2 separate regions of the Danio rerio genome follow, and region 2 is linked to region 1. Evidence: chromatin contacts called from public HiCAR-type data. All regions are on one chromosome and are shown on one strand. The core of a region is the stretch at or near the end of the contact, and the rest is flanking DNA. Distances in the headings are between cores, read along the strand shown.

Region 1 (6,415 bases), core at 1,005-3,504:
TAGAATTACAATTAAACCATATTATATAATTACCCTTGTCTACACAAAATGCTTCACAAACTGTCATGGGACTCAACCCTAAAACCTTTCATCTGACACCCAGCTCTCCATTTCCTTCACCAAAGTCACCCTAGAATTGCAGTTACAATATATTGTATAACTATACTAGACTACAAAGTAGGCTTCATAAACTGTTCTGGGACTCAAACCCAAAACCTTCAAGTTTTTCTCCTCAGCACTTTAATCATTACTACACCAAAACCATCCTAGAATTACAATTACAGCATATCATATAACTATGATGGTGTAAACCACTGGCTTCACAACTGTTCTGGACCTTAACCCCAAAACCTTCAGTTTCTCAACTAAGCTGTTTAATTACATACCAAAAGACACCCTAAAATACAGTTTCAAAAGTTCGCCCTTAGCTGATGACTGATTATGGAGCGTGATTGGCATGCTGTTCTGGGAGAGAGCCCTGAACTCATGAGATCCTCGAGCCCGGGGCTCCCTCCTGTTGCAGGGTGAGAGCGGAGTCTGAGTTCAGGTAGGTCTCGAGAACTCCCCTGCTTGATAATGTTGGAAGTAGATTAATGCTATGAAGTGTCTATGCTGTCAATTTAGATTTGTCAATTTACTTATGTCACACGTTTTTGGTCTGTTGGAGGAAACCGGAGAGCCCGGTGAAAACCCATGCAAACACAAGGAGAACATGCAAACTCCGCATAGAAATGCCGACCTGGCCAGAAAGAGTCTGAGCTGGTGACATTCTTGCTGTGCAACCGTGGTGCTAACCACTAGGCCTCCGTGCTGCCCTGACAAGGAAATGGGAGGAGTAGGAGTGGAAGGGGGGATTCTTCAAGATGAAGATGGCTGAAGTAAGATACTCTGGTTATTTATAGTGGTTAAGGAGTCTTCTGATCAAATCAGTGTTAGCTAATGCGGACCAGGTGCTATCAATCATAATCACGTGCTCCTCTCGAAATTAGTTTATAAATAAACTTTACTTAATGTTTTTTAAAAACTGAACCAATTACAGTACAAATACTTATTTAAGTGATTTGTTAAAGGCCTAGAACGATCCAAATCCAGACCCGAATCCAAATGTTGTAGGTTTGATGCAACACATGAGTTTACCACAGGTTATTTTATAATGCACTTCAGAAGATCACTGTAGCATGATCTGATCTCATGTTACTTTAGTTTCTAAACCATTGCACCAAATGATTACCATACTTAAATACCACAGTATTTACATGCATTTGTACTACAGGACATTTTTAAGAAGACAAAATGTAAATGTTTAAAACATGATAATAAAGGAGTACAAAATGGTTATTCAGCATAACTGGCTGTGACATCTCACAAGTCCCTTTTTATAAACTGGTATTTCTGGGACTTGACCCCAAAAAACCTTCAGTTTGTCATCTCAGTTCTTTAACTACTCCACCAAACACAATACCAGAATTAAATTTAACTTGAACAGTTGTGAATAATTACACCAATAGCAGAACATAAACTGATGTGGCTTAAAGGTTACAGGCCTTGGATGGGAAGCCAAATGTTGTAGGTTTGAAACCTGAGGTAGATCCGATCACCAATTTACCCTTGAGCAAGACACTTTACCTCAGGCTACTTAATAATACGACTTTAAAGAAACGCTGTTGTGTTACCACGGTAAAGTGTTGGTTGACACATAACACTTTGACTTTAATCTAGCTTACAGACATCTGTTTTCGTACAACGCTTTTCTAACGTTCTGTACCATAGTAAAGTCACATAAAGGAGCACTAATGACACTGTTTAGACATCACATCGCTATACTACCGCGGTTGCTTATAGATGTATAACTGTAGCACCATATTCTCGGAAGTACCCGTGTTAAAAGCATGATACATTCATTTCAATACATCAAAGTACGAATGTTTCGCCATGTATGAGCGACACAGGAATGGCATATATTGCTCCTATAGGGGTTATTTGTAATGCTGTAGTTTAATAAGGTGTTAAACACCTAATGTGCAGATTTTAGCGCATAAACAACATAAATAAACACGTATATCACACACATATGCGCGAGTTCCGCAGTGGACTGCAGCGCACCAAACGCGCCCTGCTTTCATTACATACGCGTTTATAAGGAAAACCGAACAAACACCCACCTGATTTGAGATTTGGGGTGATGATATGGACGTTAAATGCTGTGGAAAAGCCGGTGGTTTCACTGTGATCGGCGTCAGTGTGGATCCACGCACCTGACAACAGTCGGTGTGTTTCGTTTCGCTGTCTGATCACATTCAACACAAAGAGCGTCGAGACGCACAGAGGACGCAGGGAGCGTGGCGATTTTACGTACGACGTCGGAAAGCGTAAAAACTTTCCTAATGCGCTCTCTGAGGACCCCTAACTTCATAGAACCACACAGGTGGAATGATTGTTCAATTAATTAGTTCAATTACGTTAGAAATTGATTTCAGGCAGCCTAAATTGACCTTAATCACACCAAAATTGAAGGAGGAATCAAGTTAGGTGGAATCAAGTTAACCTACAATCCTACATTAACATGACAAATACACTGTACATTGAAACCTACAAATGTATCTCTAAATAAATGTAAATCTATAAATGTCACTCATTTTGAACAATATTAATTCAGACAATATGAGTTTACAATAAATGGCAGATTCGTGGTTCAACAAATCATTTAGAATCTTTCTGGGTGAATAATTGGCTTGATTACAGGCCTAACCATACTTGAGTTTAGCTCACTAGCAGGGTCGGATTGGCCATCTGGCAAATGTCAGAAGGGCTGGACAATTTTTTAAATGTGGGCCGGTCATTTTTATTTTTTAATATGTATGGTTTTTACATGCAGGCAGCTTTTATCTCTTGCAAGATGTGAATATGATGATGATGATGATGATGAGGATAGTAATAATAATAATAATGAAGTTCTGCACAAGACTTTTGGCCAGCGGAGAAATTAAAATGGTCATGCCCAACTGAGTCTGGTTCTCTCAAGGTTTTTTTTCTTCACTCCCATCAGGTGAAGTTTTTTTTCCCTCTCCGCTGTCGCCACTGCCTCGCATGGTTCAGGATTGGTAGAGCTACGCATCGATGAATTTGCTCTTCAGTGTTTGAACTCTCAGTAATGATTAAATCACACTGAACAGAGCTAAACTGAACTGAACTGAACTTAAACACTAAAACCTGAACCACACTGTTCCAGTTACTATGACCATTCATGTGAAGCTGCTTTGACACAATCTACATTGTAAAAGCGCTATACAAATAAAGCTGAATTGAATTGAATAATAATAATAATAATAATAATAATAATATCTGGCTGGTTTTGAGATGGGCCGACCCAATCAGAGGTTACGTGGACATAATCAAAATCTGGTAAAGAATGTCAAAACAGTAAGTGCAACACAAGCTAATTGTCAGAAATGGACCATGTCATATGGCTTTTATCATTTCACCATATGTACACCAATGGTGGGGCTGTGTCAGTGTGAAAATGTGGTCTACAGTGCCAGGGCTAAATTTTTGTCCCAGTCCGCCCCTGCTCACTATTCTGGTTTTAAAGGGATGTTCATCCCTAATAAGACTTGTTCACATTCATTCACTTTCTTTTCGGCTTAGTCCCTTTATTAATTTGGGATCGAACAGCGTAATGAACCGCCAACTTATCCAGCATGTATTTTAAGCAGCGGATGCCCTTCCAACTGCAACCCATCACTGGAAAACACCCATACATACTCATTCACACACTAACACTACAGACAATTTAACTTACCTTTGGACTTTGGACATGCCAACACGGGGATAACATGCAAACTCCACACAGAAATGCCAACTGACCCAGGCGAGGCTGTGTGAGATTGTGCTACCCACTACGCCCCTATTCTTGACTTGTCACAAACCTATCTAAGTTTCCTTTTTTTCTGATAAACACAAAATAACTGATTATTTTGAAAATGTTAAACATGTAATCATCGACTTTCATTGTTTTCCTAGCATGATAAGTCAATGGTTACAGGTTTGTAACATTTTTCAAAATATATTATTTTGTGTTCAACAGAAATTTAAACTTATGTATGTTTGAAATGACTAGACTCAGGTTTCTCAGTAGCGGATGGCATCATAATTGGGTAAACTTAGAGCGCGTGAATGGGAGAGTAGGCTACAACAAATAATTTTTACAACCCTATTTGCTGAAATAAAAGAAAAACTCAACTATGGTGTTATCAAGACTTTCAGAAAAAAAGATAAATCTACTGTGAGACTGATGACGGCAGCCAGAGGAGAGAATAACATCAAATTTACTTTCGCCCCCATAGACGCTGCATTACAAACCCCTCACATACTGTAAGTGGCAATTCGTTACTTGAAATTTGACAAAAAGATAGCCTAATACATACATAAATGCATATAAATGTCCATACGTTTTTTTTTTAAATCAACATATTTAAAACTTTCAAGGATTTAAGACTATACTGACCATTAAACACATAATAACAGTCTTGTGAAAAGAGTCCCTTGAGGGTGAGACAATGGTGACCCTGCTGAAAAATCCAGTTTAAATCAGCCTAGGCTGGTTGGCTGGTTTTAGCTGGTTGACCAGCCTGGTTGTAGAGGGGTTTTGGCCATATCCAGGCTGGTTTCCAGCCATTTCCAGCCTGGTCTTAGCTGGTTAGGCTGGAAAATGACCAGCCAAATCCAGCTAAAACTAGCTTGACCAGCCTGGTTTAAGCTGGACATAGCTGGTTTTGGCTGGACTCCCAGCTTGCCTAGGCTTGTCAAGCTGGTTTTAGCTGGTCATCTTCCAGTCTGACCAGCTGAGACCAGGCTGGAAATTGCTGGAAACCAGCCTGGAAGTGGCCAAAACCCCTCTAAAACCAGGCTGGTCAACCAGCTAAAACCAGCCAACCAGTCAGGCTGGTTTAAGCTGGATCTTTCAGCAAGGGAGTCATTTTGGGGTGAACTATTCCTTTAAAATCAAGTTTATGAGAGCAATAATGACTTATACATGTCGATGATTTCCACTCACACAACCTTTGTATGACTTCAGACTTTGTATGTCTTGAAATATACTCTCACATAAACCTATTCTGTTTCTTTAGTAGCCGTGTTCTGCCATATGTTGTTGTCAAACGCAAATACAGAATTTCTCCTTTGCATTTCACCGAATAAACTCTGGATTCAACGTCCTATGGGGAGTAAACTATAACAGCATGGTAAATTCCGAGGTGACCTATCCACTTCTTGTAGATTAATAGATTTAGGATAGAACACGAAGTGATGGCGCCATCTATTGGACAGCTTGTAAACTTGCAGCTTAAGCTGTTTTGGTTTGTCGTTTAAATTAAAGAAATAGCGCAATCGCCTCATAACAAGAAGGTCGCTGGTTCTAGTCCCAGCTGGGTCACTTGATATTTCTGTGTGGACTTTGCATGTTCTCCACGTGTTCGCGTGGGTTTCCCCCGAGTGCTCCGGTTTCCCCAACAGAACAAAAGACATGTGGAAGGTGAATTGAATAAGCTCAATTGTTAATATTGAATGTGTGAATGAAAGTGTAATTGTGTTTCCCAGTGTTGGGCTGCGGAAGGGCATCCGCTGAGTAAAACATATGCTGGATAAGTTGGCGGTTGATTCCGCTGTGGCGACCCCTGATTAATAAAAGGACTAAACCGAAAAGAAAATTGATGAATAATGAATTAAAGGGATAGTTCACTCAAAAATGATGAATTACTGACTGTTTACTCTTTTATGAGTTTCCCTATTCTGTTAAACATAAAAGAAGATATTTTGAAGAAATCTAAAAACATGTAACTATTGATTTCCATATAGTGGCAAAACAAATATGAAATTCAATGGTTATCAGCTTCTAACATTTTTCAAAATGTCTTCTTTTATGTTTAAAAGAAGAAAGAAACTGATAAGGGTTTAAAACGAGTAAATATAAGTAAATTACAACATAATTTTAACTTTTAATCTTGTAAAACCAAAATGAGATTAAGTTTTATACACGCATATTGGCTGGTTTCTTAAGGATTTCTTCACATTAAGACCACAACTTTCTTTTTCTTCAATTTAACACAATGAGTGTAGTAAAAAAAAAACATTTAAAAACACTACTTTTCGCAGTGTAATTAAGTTTATTATTCTCTTCAGAACATTTTTTGGCCTTAAATAATGTGCGGTCACCATCATACAAATGCAAATGTCTATTCATACTGAAGTGCTTTTCCAATGAGAAGACTTCCAGCTGAATTCAGCAAGGGCTTTTAATAAAATACTCATAAAGAACCTTGATATTACTTCTTGGTCCATTTCCTTTCTTCACAAATACAAAGAGCATGTCCAGTGTTCCACGAATGTCATAAGACAAGGACAAACGTTGGACTATTTC
Region 2 (6,415 bases), core at 1,658-4,157, 100 kb before region 1:
CAACAGCAAAACACCCCAGGACGCTGAAAACAGAGCAACAAAACGAACACAGCCTGTTTTTAGCTCTCAGTGTGAAGCTGCAGAAGTGCAAAAGCAGACAGGAACAGTGAAACGGGACTCTGGGGGGAAAAACACGAGATGAAGAGGATAAAAATGAAGCTTTTTCTTTGGAAGCGTTCAAAGAATACAAAGACGCCCACTTCCTGTCAGAGGGAGGAAACCGAAATATAGCTCGTGTGTGTGTGTGTGTGTGTGTGTGTGTGATGTCGAGGTGAGAAAACAAAATATATCTAAAAAAATAATTGGAAACAACAATACTTGCCACACAGAGTAAAGAAGCTAGTGCTACCATTAATTATGCAATTATTAATTGTAAGATTTAGAAAATGAAACTAAAAAAAAAGTCAACAATTTATTTATTATAATAAATATTGTATTTTTTATATAATTTATTTATATTATTCGATATTTAAATTCAATGAATGGGATGACCGTAAATTGAGGAAACAATTAATTAACTGCACATCTATACTATAAAATAATAAGTGCAGCTTTTAAAGAAATTCTTGATTATTTTTAGTCTTAAATAAGGAATAAAATTAGGGATACACATTATTCATTTAATTATAATTAATTTGAATTTAATTATAAATCTGAATGGATGGATGGATAGATAGATAGATAGATAGATAGATAGATAGATAGATAGATAGATAGATAGATAGATAGATAGATAGATAGAGATACAGTAGATAGATGGATAGACAGACGGATAGACAGACAGACAGATAGATAGATATAAAGAAATATAGTTGAATTAGCACAGTGAGTTATCGTATCTCAGATAACAAACATAGGCACACAACAAACACACACAAATCAAACAGAATATCAGTGATCCCCTTGTTTAATCATCAATTAGCTCCGTGTTTTATCGACTAACATGCCTTGATAAGAGATTATGGGAGATATGAGCTAAAAATGTCAACACAGCACGCAAGTCCCATGGGTTTGAAGAGATACTGAAACATACAAAGAGGTCAGGAACTACTGAAATCAAAAATGGCATTGTTTACTGTTTCATTCATGTCTTAAATTGTCATTTGGAATGTACTAGTATGCTTCAGGCCTTACTGCCAGTTGACTGATTACATTGAGAATGGAAAAAAAAGAGTTACAATGTAATAAAAATATTAGGTTTAACTGTGCAAATGAGGCCAAGTCAGTGATTAATTTGAGCGGGATCCTGTTCCAGAAAATGTCAAAAAATTTTGTTTTGCATTCCGGTATTTATTTATTTTAGTAGTGAATGTGTGTGTGTGTGTGTGTGTGTGTGTGTGTGTGTGTGTGTGTGTGTGTGTGGATACGAGGACACGATCTGATTCAGATCGGATAAATTTTCACATATAAACAAGGCCTGAATCTGATTTGAGGAAATCGGAATCCATGTGATTTTCGCCTGCTTACATGTACATAGGTCATATCCGATGTGAGCCACATAGGAGAAAAGAATCAGAATTGAGTCACTTGAACAGTGCAGTGTAAATGCAGCCTTAGATTCTTTTTTTACAGAGGAAGTTTCAGGAATCTCTTCATGATGCTGGTGGACGAGGAGATTCCCCCAATGTGTAAAGCACTTTGAGTGTCCAGAAAAGCGCAATATAAATGTAGGGAATTATTATTATTTACATAAATTATTATTTACATAATTATTATTTACATAATTATTATTTTCTACATTTTTTGTAGATTAAAATGTTATATATAATAAGGCATATTATGTATAATCACCCCCTCTGTAAAAACCTCACAGAAAAAAAATTTTTTTCAAGCTGTGTGTATCAAGCTGTGTGTATGTAAGATGCTGAAGTGGAGACTTATGCTGCATCTGCATTCACACCAAATGCAGAAGAAGCGTCAAGCATGAGTGATTTACACTGCAATAGACATCCTGCGGCATGATATGCGCAAATGGAGCGAATTGCATGAATGGCACTGCGCGAATGACACGCCTAACGTCAAGTTCGAAAATCTAAACTTCAGCAGACATTCGCGCCTCGTTAACCAATCAGGATTTTGCTCTTGTGGGGGCTTTATTATGCCGTAGCGCCTGTTGTTAGTGTCTTAGGGGAAAATCCTCCTGCCTACACCAACAACAGTACATCAAACTGGGCTCAGCTCGGGCAGAAGCACCGCTAAACGCTTCCATCATCAAGGTTAAATTTCTGGAAGAGTTCATGAGCCCACAGAGCTGGGCGCACCTCTGAAAAAAATCTAGTGAACTCGGGCACGGCTCCAAACGAATTGAGGCTCTTTTTCAGCCTTCATAAAGCGCATAAACACGGCTAACCTCTCAATAAAATCCATGCTGGCCATTTAGCAATGAAGCTAGAGTCACCAGGCAGACAGAAGCCCTGCCCATCACGCAAATCTGCGTCTATTGCTCAGTGAATTTGACACGCGAATGAAGCGGATTTGACGCACAAATGAAGCGGATCTGACGCACGAATGAAGCGAGTAAACTCAAATGTTCACGCGTCTAATTACGCGCGAATAGCATTCCGCGTCTGATGTGAACACAGCATTATAGTTCAATTGTTGGAGAAAAAAACTCATGAGAAAAATCTGTGATAATTTTATTACAATAATATAAACACAAACAGTTAAAGTGCGCAAAATCTCAAAATTGATAGATTCATGAAAAAGAGAAAAAAATAGACACAAAGATGCATTGAAAGTGAACTTACAGTGCTAATAATGCAATGAATGTATCTGTGTGTCTGTGTGTGTGTGTGTAAAGGAAGAGCCAAGACTTTATTTGCATTTCAAAAGCCTATACACATATCCTCTGATCTCTAGACGAGACACACACAGGGCCTATGCTCAAGTTTGTTTCCATGGAAACCAGTACTTGAGAGGCTGTGCAGTAGCAGGAGCTCTGTCTCCCGCTGGGTGAAGGACGGCATCAGTAAAATTGCATGAGGCTAAATGAGAAAGCACTGACGCCGTAAACGCATCCATCATCCTTAACCTCTTTCTGACCCTTAGAATTAAACGGACTACTGTACCTTTAAGATATGCAAATGAGCTCTTTTTTTTTTGATTAGCTAAGCTCTGCGCCCTGGCTAACTCTGCATGTAAACTGTGTTAAAAAAAAAATCATTCAATTATTTGGTTAGTGTGACTTTAAGATATGCAAATAAGCTCTACTATAATTAGCTAACCTCCGTGTACCTGCAAACTTTCATTTAATGATGCAGGAACAAAAAAAAAATCATGTTTTTCATTGCATGATTTGGTTAGTGTGCCTTTTAGATATGCAAATGACCTCTGCGTACCAACTAAATTTGCATATAAACTTTCATTTTGTGTTCCAGAGAGAAACGCATAGGTAACACGATTCTGTGGCTATATTGTTATGATATGCAAATTAGCTCCACTTTTTTTGATTAGCTAACCTCTGCATACGGGCAAAATATAAACACTTACATTTAAATGTTCAAGAGAGGCAAAAAACAATGATGTTCTCCATTAAATGGGTTAGTTAATGTGCCTTAAAGACATGCAAATGAGCTTATAAATGCAAATAATGTTATAAATGTATACAAGTTATAAATGTGTCAGATATTTTACCTTTTAAAGGGGGCATGAAATGCGAAATCTAAATTTACATAATTTTTGGATGTAAATAAGAGGTCTAAGTCATCCTAGACATTTCAGAACTCAAGCATTTCTTGTTGCGGTAAAAACAGCCAATATTGAAAACAGTCTGATAAAATGACAGGTTTTGTAATGTTCTAATCTATGATGTAACAGTTTGGATAAACCCCGCCTCCACAGAAGATTGATGCCTTTTACTACACTGCCTGTTTAGCAATGTTAATATGAAAATCTGTGAGCTGATCAGAGCAATAGCTATTTGTTTTAGTCTAAAATCTCCAACCTTCTGACAAGCGTCAAAAACAGCACAGAAAACAGTTTATTACTTCATTTTTATGAAAATGACAGGCTAAAATTATAAGTGGACCTCAGAGAATAATGCAAAATTAAAAAACATGTAGTTCATAATCCTGTTAAGATCTCGCTGCAAATATAACCTTGGATACAGGCAAACTTAAAAACGTGCAAACGTTCATTTAAAGAGCCAGAAAACAATGACGTTATACATTAAATTGGTTAGTCAATGTGCTTTAAAGATATGCAAATAAGCTCTACAGAAAAAAAACATACCTTAACGTATAGGCAAACTAATATATAAAAAATGGTATTAATAATATGCTATAAAAAGTTGTGTGTCAGATATTGTACCTTTCAGGGCAGCATAACATGCAAAATCAACACGTCAAAAATTTTTCAATTATAAGAGGTCCAAGTACTATAAAAACAACCAAGAAGTTTCTGAACTCAGTCATTTTTGTTGCTCTAAAACAGCCTATATGGAACGCAGTCTGGGAAAATAACGGGTTTTGTAATGCTCTACACTATGATGTAGTAGTCTTGATATACCCCGCCTCCACAGAAGACTGATGCCTGCTCCTACTTCATTGCCTGTTTAGCAATGTTAACATGCCAATCAGAGCAGTAGATATTTACTTGAGACTACGATCTGCCATGTTCTGACGAAGATCAAAAATAGCACAGAAAATAGTCAATTAACTTCTAAACTAGGATGTTTTTTATGTAAATGACTAACATTACAAGTGGACCTCGGAGAATAGTACAAAACAGGTAGTTCATAATCCTGTTAAGATATCGCTGCAGATATTTAACATCTGCATAATTGTAAATCGCTATAATGGTACATTGTAAACATACAATGTTAAACTCTAACATAATGTTCAGGTTGACAATCTGCCACAAGATGGCGACAGAGATCACATAATAAGTCCTTAGAGGAGAAAAAGTCGATGTAAATTTCAAACTAGAGCTGATCAAATCAACATTAAACAGGTGACATTCTAAGTTGATCTCTCTCTTTTGTATGTTGTAGTGCTGTATTTAACCCATGGTAATCTTGTAATGTTCGCTTTGCTTTGGCTTTTTCAGGGTTAATTATTGTGATCTGCCGATTACAACAGAGAAATACTGAGAAATTAGTCTTATAATCTTAAAATGTGACCAAATCACCTGATTTGTCATCACTTTAAACATTACACTAGAGAATCATTCAAGTACAAGCACTAAAGTGATGTTTGTGAAGTAGCAATGGTTTCTGCTGTTCTGACGTCAGGTGCAGATGTGTATGAACGGTGAAATAAAGTAGTTCCTCGTACAAAATGATTTTTGTGACTCTCAGTGTTTGGTTTTTTTTTATTTTATTTACACGATAATGCCGTCGAACTCTTGTATAAACGCAATATCACACTTATAGCAGTACAATATGGCTGTATATCGTCACTGGTAGGACACTAAGGCGCTCAACCTGCAGCCTCGAGCCAATGCACACCTCCCACCAGTGCTAATATACAGCCACTTCATACTGCTACAAGTGTGATACTGCTCGTGTATATACACACACACAACACTATGAAACTTCACATGACCAGTTTGATTTCATGTCCAAGACAGAAAGGAAACAAAACCCATAATATCACTCATCTCATCTAGGGTGCCAAAAAACGAGCAAGCTGCCACAGAAGAACATTGTAGAAACAGGCTGAGAATTCAATTTAAGGCCTTTCTGTGAGAAAGCATGTGGGATTAGATGTTGTTTTGGATTTGTTTTACACGTGCACTTTCTGCGTCTCTCATTACTCGGGCCTTTCAGATCCAGATGGACAGGAAAACTTCAGGATCGTCTTAACAGTGGAACCGACCGTGACCTCACAGCGGGAAAACATGGAAGTCATCAGAGTCGGATCGAAAACACTTTTGTTGGCGCTCAACGTCAAAAAAAAAGCATGGCCAAATAATCTTGCATATAAACACATCAGGGTTTCACATGTAAACAGACACAAAACATTGGACGGCATTTGTTTTGGGACCACAACTGACCTTCCAGAAGTTGTCCACTTTTCCGTAAACCAGCGATTGGTTTTGCCGCTTGATGTCGTCGATGTGTTTGACGTCACTGGCGTTCAGATGCTGCTCAACCACGAAGCCCAGGAAACTGTTATCGGGAGTGTGAGCTGTGGGGGAAGAAACAGAACAACCAATCAGAAAAGAGACAATTACATAATTATAAACAAAACCAATGCTAAACTAAATAATACACAATAGTACAATTTTATTTAATTCTAAACAGTATTAATGCATTTCGCATTTTTGTATTACACGATTTCTAAAATGTTATATGTATATAGAAATTAGGCATCCGTTCATTAAATATGCACTAATTTACAGTTTTAGGACAAAAATCCGAACACTGGATGACGTTTTTAACAAACAAATTTTTAAAATTTCATTTTAATGTTCA

The links. HiCAR-type assays count read pairs that join an accessible place to other places.
Region 2: a contact with region 1 is called in a HiCAR-type map of caudal fin, with 7 times the contacts expected there. The contact joins the enhancer-like site here to the promoter of mgat5 in region 1. A contact is called at or near these places in 9 of 18 Hi-C or Micro-C datasets (caudal fin, embryo, hematopoietic stem cells and 2 more) and 3 of 4 datasets of contacts at active chromatin or transcription factors (caudal fin, embryo and gastrula embryo).

Annotation. Positions count from the first base shown.
Region 1 is chr22:11,627,316-11,633,730 of GRCz12tu, reverse strand. mgat5 (alpha-1,6-mannosylglycoprotein 6-beta-N-acetylglucosaminyltransferase) reads right to left here and starts at 2,254. Exons shown (of 17, transcript NM_001045311.1): 1 at 2,163-2,254.
Region 2 is chr22:11,728,928-11,735,342 of GRCz12tu, reverse strand. It overlaps mgat5 (alpha-1,6-mannosylglycoprotein 6-beta-N-acetylglucosaminyltransferase), which reads right to left. Exons shown (of 17, transcript NM_001045311.1): 11 at 5,995-6,128. Among named protein-coding and RNA genes, the nearest start is that of tmem163b, 88 kb to the left of the region's middle. Within about 2 kb of position 2,907, at least 4 of the 62 cell types and tissues checked have an H3K27ac peak or open chromatin away from gene starts, as enhancers often do.